2 separate regions of the Mus musculus genome follow, and region 2 is linked to region 1. Evidence: chromatin contacts called from public Hi-C data. All regions are on one chromosome and are shown on one strand. The core of a region is the stretch at or near the end of the contact, and the rest is flanking DNA. Distances in the headings are between cores, read along the strand shown.

Region 1 (5,211 bases), core at 1,496-3,995:
AGTGAAAACCTATGCCACTCCCAAGGAGAGGAAAGGCAAGTCACAAAAGCTACAGATGCCAAGGTCTTGTGCTCTACCATTGAGCTATATCTCCAACTCCTTTTTTTGTTGTTGTTGTTGTTGTTTTGTTTTGTTATTTGAGACAGGGTTTTTTCTGTGTAGCCCTGGCTGTCTTGGAACTCACTTTGTAGACCAGGCTGGCCTCGAACTCAGGAATTCACCTGCCTCTGCCTCCCGAGTGCTGGGATTAAAGGCATGTGCCACCACGCCCGGCTTATAGCTCCAACTCTTAAACACATTGATTTTGAAAAACAACAAACAAACAAACCTATTTATTTGGGGGGTTGGCACATGCTCTAGAACTCTTGTCAGAAGACAATTTGCAGAGTTGGTTCTCTCTTTTCACCATGTCAGTCCTGGGGATTGAACTCAGGTCCTCAGATTTGGCAGCAAGCACCTTTACCTGCAGAGCCATTTTAGAGACCCCAGTATTTACTTTGCCCCAGTATTTACTTGGTAGGAACTTACCCTGTGGATCTGTCTATACATTTATAAAATGAAATAAATACAAAATCATTTTCTGTCATATCATCTGTAGTTATAAAATACTGACAATATCTCCGATGTCCATATAGAGTCCAGAGACAAATCCCTTGGTATCCATCTGGAAAGATCTGTAGAATGTATTGCTAAGTGATAAACAATATTATCAAATGCCAGCTAGCCTGTGATGCCTTTCAGGGGGCAGAGGGGCCAGTAAATGCATTTACATTCACTTTGATCTGTGTAAGGAGACACTGAGAAGATATGGACATCTGAAGTGGACTAAGAGATGGCGGGGCAGGGAGGGAAGACCAAAACTCTTTTCTGTTTTGTACTCTTTAAACTCATAAGCCATGGGGATATTTACCTCTTAGTTTGTTTGGTTGGATTTTGTTTGTCTTTGAAACAGAGTCTGGTGTATCTCAGGCTGGCATCAAGTGGTCATTCTCCTGCCTCAGCCTCCCAAGTGCTGAGATTACAGGCATAGGCTACCATGCCTGCTGGAATTTTCATGTCTTTAAAATCTAATCTTCAGAAACTTGAGTAAAAGTTGCTGGTTTGTTGCTTCTTGCTTCAACTTTCCACCATGGCTGTTCAAATACTGCTCGGGAAGCTCAGCTGTCCTTCACCTCGGAGGACACTGGGGGCTGAACCCCCCCCCCCAGAGTGGAGAGTGAGGTCCAAGTGTCTCCCTAGATTCTCATCTAGATAGATATCTGGATATCATGCCTGATACTACGCATACACTATAACTGCTTAATTGTTATATAGGAGGCTGCCCTCTCTGAGATGGGCCTGAGAGAGCAGGGTGATCCAAGCAGATAAAGATGGCCCCACAGGGAACGTACCCCGTGGGTATCATCCTCCCTGTCAGAGCTGGTCCTGGAAGATGACAAATGTGCTTAAAGCCAAGGAGCAGAGCATACCAGGGACAAGCAGGATGGTAAGGACTGGGCTGGGGTCTGAAGGGCCTGTGCTACTGGTATAGCTTTAGAAGGTATGCAGGGAAACTGAACTGAAAACATCCTCACTTTGGTCTGGACCTTTCCTGCTTTGTTCTGAGGCTGGTGTTCATGGAGTCCTGGCAACAGGAGTATCTTGGACATGTCAAAGTGATTAATGTCTCAAAGTTGTAACAGCATCTCTAGGAATTCATGGTTCAAACTGGCAGCTGAGATAGGCCAAGATCTTTGGAAGAAATAGAACACAGGTAGTAAATGTGAGTTTTTAAAACAGGCAACTGCTAGTCATATACCCCAGATATAATCAGCAATGATGAGGGGCTCTGTGGGAGGGGTCAGTGAAGATGGGGACCCCATGGGAATGACCTCTATGGGAGGGGTCAGTGAACCATGGGGTCAGTGAAGATGGGAACCCCATAGGAATGCCTGAAGTCTTCACAGAAAGAGGTGGCCTACAGAGAGGTCAACCAAGCAGGAAGGTGCAAGAATATCAGAACAGAAGTGGGTAAGCAGGGGCCTGAGACTGAAGCCAGAAGGCCTGGGCTTATCATGAGCCAGAAACCAAGCCAGGGCAAGGCTGGGGAGAGCCTGGGGCCTGGCGCACACTAAGACACAAAGATCCTGTGTGCTTGGATTTGAAAACACACCAGAGAATATATTCTAGAACACGGCATCTCCCCTGAAGGTGGTGTGTCCTCAGGGATGCTCGGTATTCAGTCCAGCCTCTTTTTGCCTGGAGCATGCCTAGGTCTTTGCCTCTGCAGGGAGAAGGCTCAGCTCAGGCTATTTAGAGGAGGCAAATGTGGTAGGATGTGTGGGTTTAGGTAAGTCCTAGGAGTGAGGAGTGTCAACAACCCTGAATATAGACCACAGATGTTCAAGGGGCGGAGCACTAGAAGACTCAGAGAGACCAGCATGGCCAGTCCTAAAGGAATTAACAGTGTCGGGGGGTATGGATGGATGGGGAGCCGGAACCATGGTAGGAGCCTACTATATGGGAACTTCTAATCACTATCCCACTCCCCTCTCTCCAACCACAGGGAGAGAAAGAAAGCAGTCGAGAGAGCCCCAGTCCTCCTCCTCCTCCTCCTCTTCCTCCTCCTCCTCCTCCTCCTCTTCTTTCTCCCCAGTGATTGTCTCCTGTGTCTGGGCTTATTAGGCAACATGCTACACGGGGTAAGGCCTGAACTTGCAGTGCCCCTTGCCCTCAACCAAGCAGCTTGTGCTGACTTCTGCTTTCTGCTCTCAGAACCCTCTCGGGGTGCCCGTCATCTCCACTGAGTCATCACCCACTCCTTCCTTTTCTTCCTTCCCCTCCCAAATCAGTCAGCGGCAACTCACTGTGGTAAGGATAATGTCCCCTGTTCTCACAAGCCATGTTCCCCGACACCAGGTTGTCCCACTGTCTGAGCTTCCTGCCCACAGGTCCTTGCCTAGCTCAGAAGCTCTCTTTCTCTCTCTCTCAACCCCCCCCTCTCTCTCTCGCACCCCAGCCCTCGACCTCAGGTACCTTACGTAGATCTTCAAGGTAGACTCTGTCCTTTGTAAGGTTGTTGGCTCCGTGACCAGGCTCTGAGTTGTACATGTGTTATGAATTCATGGGTCCTGACACCAAGCTCAGGGCCTGGACACTGGTGGGCTAAAATAACATGATAATTCTATTATCTAATCCTAGAAAATTCTAGGGAAATGTTTGTCATAATAAACCAATACAGGAGGAAGGGAAGTCCAGAGGCAGGGGGATGTACCTGCTTCCTTTCTAACAGCCAGTTCCTTTCCTGGGTTAGAAGCTGTTGGCCCATTATTGCAGCCATCTCTTACAAGAATAGGCTTGGGAGGGGGAAGGCATTGTAGCAAGAAGAAACTTCTGGACATTGTCTGGACATGAGTAGTTCTTGTTTGCTTATATCTCAAAGGACTCTAGACAGCTCCCCATTTTTGTTTCCCCTTTCTCTTCCTTCTTTCTCTGATCTTCCTTTATTTTAGACTATTCAATTAATTAACTAATTAAGTAATTTTTGAGACAGGGTCTCTTTTTGGGGTCCTAGCTGTCTGGAGCTCACTATACAAACCAGGCTGCCCTCAAACTTACTGAGATCTGCCTGCTTCTGCTTCCTGAGTGTTGGGACTAAAGGCATGCACCACCACACGTAGCTTTATTTTACACATTTCAATTACATTAAAAAATTTTGTCTTTATGAAGTCTTTTCTGATTCCAAACTGTCTCTGGAACTATCAATAGGGGTAATGTGGAATAAGGGTCTTTGCAGCTGTGTGGATTTGGGGCTGTGCTAAGTGACTTTAACATGGCTGCCTGCTGGCCAGAGAGAAGTTTTAAGAAGGAAGCTGCTTTAGGGGACCAATACCAGGCGGAGACTCTCAGACACAATGTCTTCAGTGCAAACTGCCCCAGTCTCTGCATTCCTTTATTTAGCATTTCTGGGTTTGGGAAGAAGTTCTGTCTATGGGCAGCTTTCTTTGTGCCCCTGTCCTGAAGAGCTTCTTGAAACCCTTGGTGTCCATGTGATGTTCCAGGATGACAGGAGACACATGGTCTGCTGTTCTGAACCCACTCCCCTTCTGCTGTGTTCTCTTCCCCTAGGCGTGATGGCTCAATATTTTCTGTGCAAATACATGCCATCTACTGAGGGTCTTTTGGTTAAAATCCATGGAATAAATAGGACGAGAGCCCTTGAAAGCCATGCCTTAGGTGGCCAGGAAATAATTGGTTAAACGGTCAAATGCAGTGGCTTGCAATGACTGGGTTTAGTGCCCATGCCCAAGAGCCTGTGCAAATCGTCTAGGGTCTGCTGTGGGAATGAGGAGGGGACACAGGAGTGAGAGGGCAGGTTCCCAAACTGCACACATGGTCAACCCAAGTGTTATTGACTTTGCATTCTAGTATTTTCTGCCAGAGAGTCTGCTTGTAGAAAGGCTTCCATGGCCAATATAGGTTCAAACGCACAACTCTACACACAGATACTCCCCTTAAATAAATAAAATATGATAAACCAAAGCAGGTGGAGTAAGATGACTCGGGTGCCTGCTCCCAAGCCTGATCCTGAATTTGATCCCTGGGACATCCATGGTGGAAGGAGAAAACAAACTCTTACAAGTTGTACCCTGACCCCCCCCCACCCCCCCACAAAAGCACTGTGTGGTACACGCATCATCCACCCCTGAAAAAAAAAAGTGAAACAAACAAAACCCACAGCCTGCCCTGAACAGGGATGTGCAAAGGTGAAACACACGTCTACCAACTCTGTTAGGGGATGCTGGAGCTAGAATCCATACTCCTGCTTGTTTGTTTCAGAATCAACCAGTTTCTAAAGAGAAGAATAAAAGAGATCAAGGGGCTAGCGACGGTGAAGACAGCATGAAGTCTATCTGCTCTGTGTCACTGAGGTGAGAGAGAGAGAGAGAGAGAGAGAACTTCAGATGTAAAGAAATGCATACTGGGAGCAAATGCTGCCGTGCCAAGAATAACTCAGGAGGAGACAGTGCAATCCCCCAGTCTCCAGTAAAATGAACTGTGTAATCAACACTGCTGTACTCTGTAAATATTCTATCCACTGATAAAGAACTCGGCAAATAGAGGTGGCGCCTGAGCACGGCTCCCAAAGCCAGAGAAAGTAGAGGAGAGAGAGGCTAATGGCTGTCAGGCCTGTCTCAGTGCCTGGGGCAACAGAGGAGCCTACGTTAAGAC
Region 2 (5,211 bases), core at 1,851-4,350, 180 kb after region 1:
TGGAGAGATGTCTCAGAGGTTAAGAGCACTGACTGCCCTTCTGAAGGTTCTGAGTTCAAATACCAGCAACCACATGGTGGCTCACAAACATCTGTAATGAGATCTGACTCCATCTTCTGGAGTGTCTGAAGACAGCTACAATGTACTCACATATAATAAATAAATAAATCTTTTGTTTTTTAAAGAACCTATGATGTCTCCTGTTAGCTATGGAAGCTCAGAGACGTGGGAGCTGGAGCTGGGCTGGAACCTTGGTGTGTGAGGGGGAAGTTGCCTCTCAGGGGTTTCCAGCAAGGATGAGTCTTATCTATGAGTCAGAGTTTGTGATTGGTCAAAAGTCCTTAGGAACAGTGTATGCTTCTGGCACCTTCCGAATGGCATATGGGCTCACTTCTGCCCCAGACTCCCACCCCCGGAGGCTGGAAGTTACTATGTATAGACAGAGAAGACTCATGGAGCCCTGCAAAGCCTACAGATCTATTGGCTGGGGCCTATGGGAGGGATTTGCTTTTTACATCTCAGAAGGGATCCAGTGTGGTGCAGGACTCAGACCAGAGGCACTAAATGGAAGGACTGAGCTGATGGTTCTTGCTGGGAGCTAGGGCCAGCTCGTGAGAGAGAGTTGCTGCTGTAGAGGCCCAGAGTAGTTAGGTGCTCTGCTGTCCAGGAACATTTCTGGTGGAACTTTTCAGCCAGACCCAACAAAGCCAGATTCCTAAATCAAGCTTGTTCAATCCAGATGGCTTCCTTAGCCTTGACAGAAGGGCTTGGGAGTGTGTGTGTGTGTGTGTGTGTGTGTGTGTGTGTGTGTGTGTGTGTGTAGGAAGGTGGCGTTTTTTAATCTAGGCTTCTTTTTGTTTGTTTATTTATTTACTCACTTTTAGGTCTTTAATAGTCCCTTTGTGGCCTTTCTTGGTTCAAACATACTTTTTACCTTTCTTAAGCTTTAATCTAGGAAAGAAAAAGCATCAAAGGTCTCCTGTGTTGGAGAGCAGTTGGAATCTCTTTGCTGACAAGATCTTGTGGTGGCACTTGCTTCCAAACTTGAATATGGACAGATATGTCTGTAAGCCAGGGAGAACCCTATGACAGGCAGGGGAGATGGTTTAGGGATAAAATACCCTCAGAACAAACATTAAGACCTGAATTCAGATCCCTAGTACTTAAAGCAAAACCAGACACAGAATGCACGACCCCATAGTCCCTGTGCTGGGCAGACAGACACAGGGAGATCCCTGGGGGGGGTCACTAGCCAGTCAATCTAGCCAATCAGTGAGCTCCAGGTCTAGTGGAAACATCCAACACCAGCCTCTGGCTTTGACAGACAGACAGACAGACAGACAGACAGACACACACACACACACACACACACACACACACACACACACACACACACACACAGAGAGAGAGAGAGAGAGAGAGAGAGAGAGAGAGAGAGAGGATTCCTCTTGCCCACTTTAAGAGAGCTCTATGCTCTGCCGATATAGAGCTCTGACACAAAATAAGCTGGCTTTGTTCAACAATCACCTAGAAATATGATCGTCTTAAATGCCCACTCTAACACAGATGGCCATTTTGCATAGGAAGGACCAAGGCTTAGTTTTAGGAACTCTCCTGGGGACACTCAGATGTGACTATTGATGTGGCAACTCTCTTTCTTGCCTGGTGCAGATTTTTCTGAGAAGCTGAAACTCAATGAAGTGTTCCAAAAGAAATGAAGTGGAGAAAGCAAGTGGCGGGGAGAGGTGCCCTGGTTCACCTAGGAGGCTGGTGCATTAGAACCTCTCTGCTAGCTGCACAGCTCTCGCCAAGTAAAGATGTGGGACCCTACTCCAGGCTAAACAGCTTAGACTCTCCACACATGAAAGGTGTCAGGTGGTGTGTGTGTGCGTGTGTGCTTCATATATACCCATAGGTCAGAAGACAATGTGTGGGAGTCTGTTCTCTCTCTCTCTCTACCATGTAGGTCTGAGGGGTCGAACTCAGCTTCTCAGGTTTGGGAACAAGTGCCTTTACTCTCGGAGCCAACCTCACCAACCCTTGTGGAACGTTTTGAATAGACTCCCTGGATGCTTCTAACAGGCTTGCTCAGGTTCAGAACCACAAAGGATGCTTCTGGACATGCCACAAGAACTAACTTCTTCAGGAAGGCGAATTACCACTGGCTGCTTTTCTTCCAACAGTAACTGCATAATAACAGGGCTTTGGGCGTGTGCTCAGGGGCCCAAAGGCCTCCTGCTTCTTCCTCTTTCTTTGGGCAAGCCTCTTACCATTTTTCTCTTTAGTTTTCTCTTCTGTAAAATGAAAGCTAGTAACACCTCCCTAAGGGAGTAGTTGTGAAAATTGAGGAGACATATATAATATAGTTAGTGTTTGCCTCATAGCTCATAAGAAGCTTCGTTCTCTCGAAATAAGTTGTTATCTGTACATTTACATAATAATAGCTCTAAAGTAGGCTGAAATCGTCATTCTGGGGCCCCTGGACAGGCAGGCAGGCGGTGTGCTTCTTGGTTGTCTCTGACAGAAGCCCATTGGTTTTCCTCCTTGGAAATGCTTTTCTCAGCAAAGGAAGACACATTCATGCAAATTGGCTCAGGTCTGCAGGTGCAGAGCGATCCGATCCGGAAATTAGCTTTCGCTAAAAATAAGCCAACTTGATCAGTTCTGTTCCCAGCAATACAGTGAGTTAGCAGAACGCTTCCCTTCTCGACAAATGAAATGCTGGGTCCGATGTATTGTAAAAATGCACCCATCTGTGGGCTGATGTGAACACAAGGAAGCCTTGAGCTATGAACAAGAGATTTAAGAGTTCTGGGAGGGAAGAGCATACCAAGATTTGCTTTTATGTTGGAAACTTCTGCCAAGTGGCAAAGCCTTGGGCTTCTGCCCGGGAAATCATGTGGGATGTGAAACAGCAACCTAAGTCCAGCGGTTGACCAAGGTGGTACGTCAGAGGAGATTCTCAAAGAAGCAGATCCCCCAGGGATGCTTTTGGTGAGCACCAAAATTGTTGCAAGAAAAGTCAGCTGGCCTCTACTCCACACAGTTAATTTGGTTCAACACAAACCGACTCTCATTTGCCTTTGCCTATCAAATCCGTAACATGGTCGTGGCTCTAAAGACCCAACTCCGAGAGGGTGGGCCATGGCTCAGTGGTTAAGAGCACTTGCGGCTCTTGCAGGAGACCTCAGTTCTGTTTTCAGCACTCATCTCAGGCAGCCCACGACTGCCTTTAACTTCAGCTCCCAGGGATTCAGTGCCCTCTCTGGCCTCCATAGGTGCCCACGTTTGTATGTTCGTACAGACCTACAGACACATAAAAATCAAAATTAAATGGAATTAATTTAATTAATTCAATTAATCATTAATTTGAAATTAAAATAAATCATATTTTAAAAGTGAAAGACCTGAAAAAGCATTGCCTTCTGCCAAGGCTGGACCAACTTCCCAAGGCTGATAGCTGCTTGTGGTTGCTTCCTCTCTACCCCAGCCCATGGTCTAAGCTCTCACTTACCTGATTCTCTGAACTAGGGAAGGGCAGAGAGAGGGGCCTTGTCTCTTGTGTTCTTCCCTGTGTGGAAAAGAGGTTGCAGGTCAGGGCCAACTGTTTGCTCAAGGTCACTTGGCTCTGACCCTGGTGAAGGCTCTCTCCTCACTATGTAGCATTTCCTCTTATCCTGGGGTGGGCCTCAGAGAAGAGAATATCGAAAGGCCACCGCAATTAACCCTACACTGGCTAGTTCCTTCAACAGCTTGAAGAAGATAATTTTATGTTTTTTTTTTCTGAGAGGTCTCAAGCTCTGGCAGGAAACTAGCAGAGGATTTCCTGAAGACACACAAGGGTGCTGGGGGAGTCAAACTTGGGTTACTGCTGTTCCCAGTGGCCTTTAAATAGTAGCTGTGTATCTCATGGATAGTAGAGCAGCAGGACTCATCTTGATGTTGGGGTGCGGACTGGATTAGAGCAGTGGTTCTCAAGCTGTGGGTCACGATCCTTTGGGATGGCTAAGGACCCTTGCTACATCTTGAAAAGCCTGCCTGCTCCATAATATTAGCCTCTGGGCTGTGGTTACAGTTGTAGGTGGGTGGGTGTGAACCATGGGTGGATAAGGGGACTGTGAATGATGGGTGGGTAAGTGGGCTCTGTGGGTGAATAGGCATACACCTGGGGGCTCCTTCTGTTGCTTGGATGTGATGGGATGAACATGTCACTTCTATAGTCACGTCTCCAAAACCTCTTTACTCCAACCTAAGGACAAAATAAATCATCAGATGAATTTCCCGCAAGAATAAGAAATCTATATAGAAGAATAAGAAATCTATATAGAATGACTGGAATATATCTCAAAGTCATGAAAACCAAAGAGAAAATGATGATACCTCACAGATATGAGGAGACCATGGACAGAGAAGAGTTAGATGCAGGACAATACTTGGGAATAGAAAGAAGCTAAAGTGGGACCTCATAAAATTGCAAAGCTTCTGTAAGGCAAAGCACACTATCAATGGAACAAAACGGCAACCAACAGATTGGGAAAAGATCTTTACCAATCCTACATCTGATAGAGGGCTAGTATCCAATATATACAAAGAACTCAAGAAATTAGACTCCAGAGAACAAAATAACTCTATTAAAAAATAGGGTTTGGAGTTAAACAAAGTATTCTCAACTGAGGAATATTGAATGGCCAAGAAACACCTAAAGAAATGTTCAATATCTTTAGTCATCAGGGAAATGCAAATTAAAACAACCCTAAGATTCCACCTCACACCAGTCAGAATGGCTAAGATCAAAAACTCAGGTGACAGCAGATGCTGGCGAGGATGTAGAAAAAGAGGAACACCTCTATTGCTGGTGAGATTGCAAGTTGGTACAACCACTCTGGAAATCAGTCTGGCTGTTCCTCAGAAAATTGGACATAGTACTACCTGATGACCCAGCTATATGACTCCTGGGCATATACCCAGAAGTTGCTCCAACATATAACAAGGACACATGCTCCACTATGTTCATAGAAGCCTTATTTATAATAGCCAGAAGCTGGAAAGAACCCAGATGTCCCTCAACAGAGGAATGAATACAGAAAATGTGGTACATTTACACAGTGGAGTACTACTCAGCTATTAAAAACAATGAATTCATGAAATTCTTAGGCAAATGGATGGAACTAGAAAATAACCATCCTGAGTGAGGTAACCCAGTCACAAAAG

The links. Hi-C and Micro-C count contacts between places; a contact is called where the count stands out from the background.
Region 2: a contact with region 1 is called in a Hi-C map of centroblasts, with 2.4 times the contacts expected there. The contact joins two enhancer-like sites. A contact is called at or near these places in 1 of 39 promoter capture datasets (the C10 cell line), 2 of 484 Hi-C or Micro-C datasets (the HPC-7 cell line and centroblasts) and 2 of 115 datasets of contacts at active chromatin or transcription factors (the HPC-7 cell line and cardiomyocytes).

The regions. Positions count from the first base shown.
Region 1 is chr9:70,835,951-70,841,161 of GRCm38.p6, forward strand. All of the region lies in intron 1 of Lipc (lipase, hepatic), which reads right to left. Among named protein-coding and RNA genes, the nearest start is that of Gm32017, 76 kb to the right of the region's middle. Within about 2 kb of position 2,746, at least 103 of the 459 cell types and tissues checked have an H3K27ac peak or open chromatin away from gene starts, as enhancers often do. A contact at or near this core is called in centroblasts, where this site is marked.
Region 2 is chr9:71,015,766-71,020,976 of GRCm38.p6, forward strand. It overlaps Gm46119 (a long non-coding RNA gene), which reads right to left. Exons shown (of 4, transcript XR_001779225.1): 4 at 152-3,306. Among named protein-coding and RNA genes, the nearest start is that of Gm46119, 10 kb to the right of the region's middle. Within about 2 kb of position 3,101, at least 22 of the 459 cell types and tissues checked have an H3K27ac peak or open chromatin away from gene starts, as enhancers often do. A contact at or near this core is called in centroblasts, where this site is marked.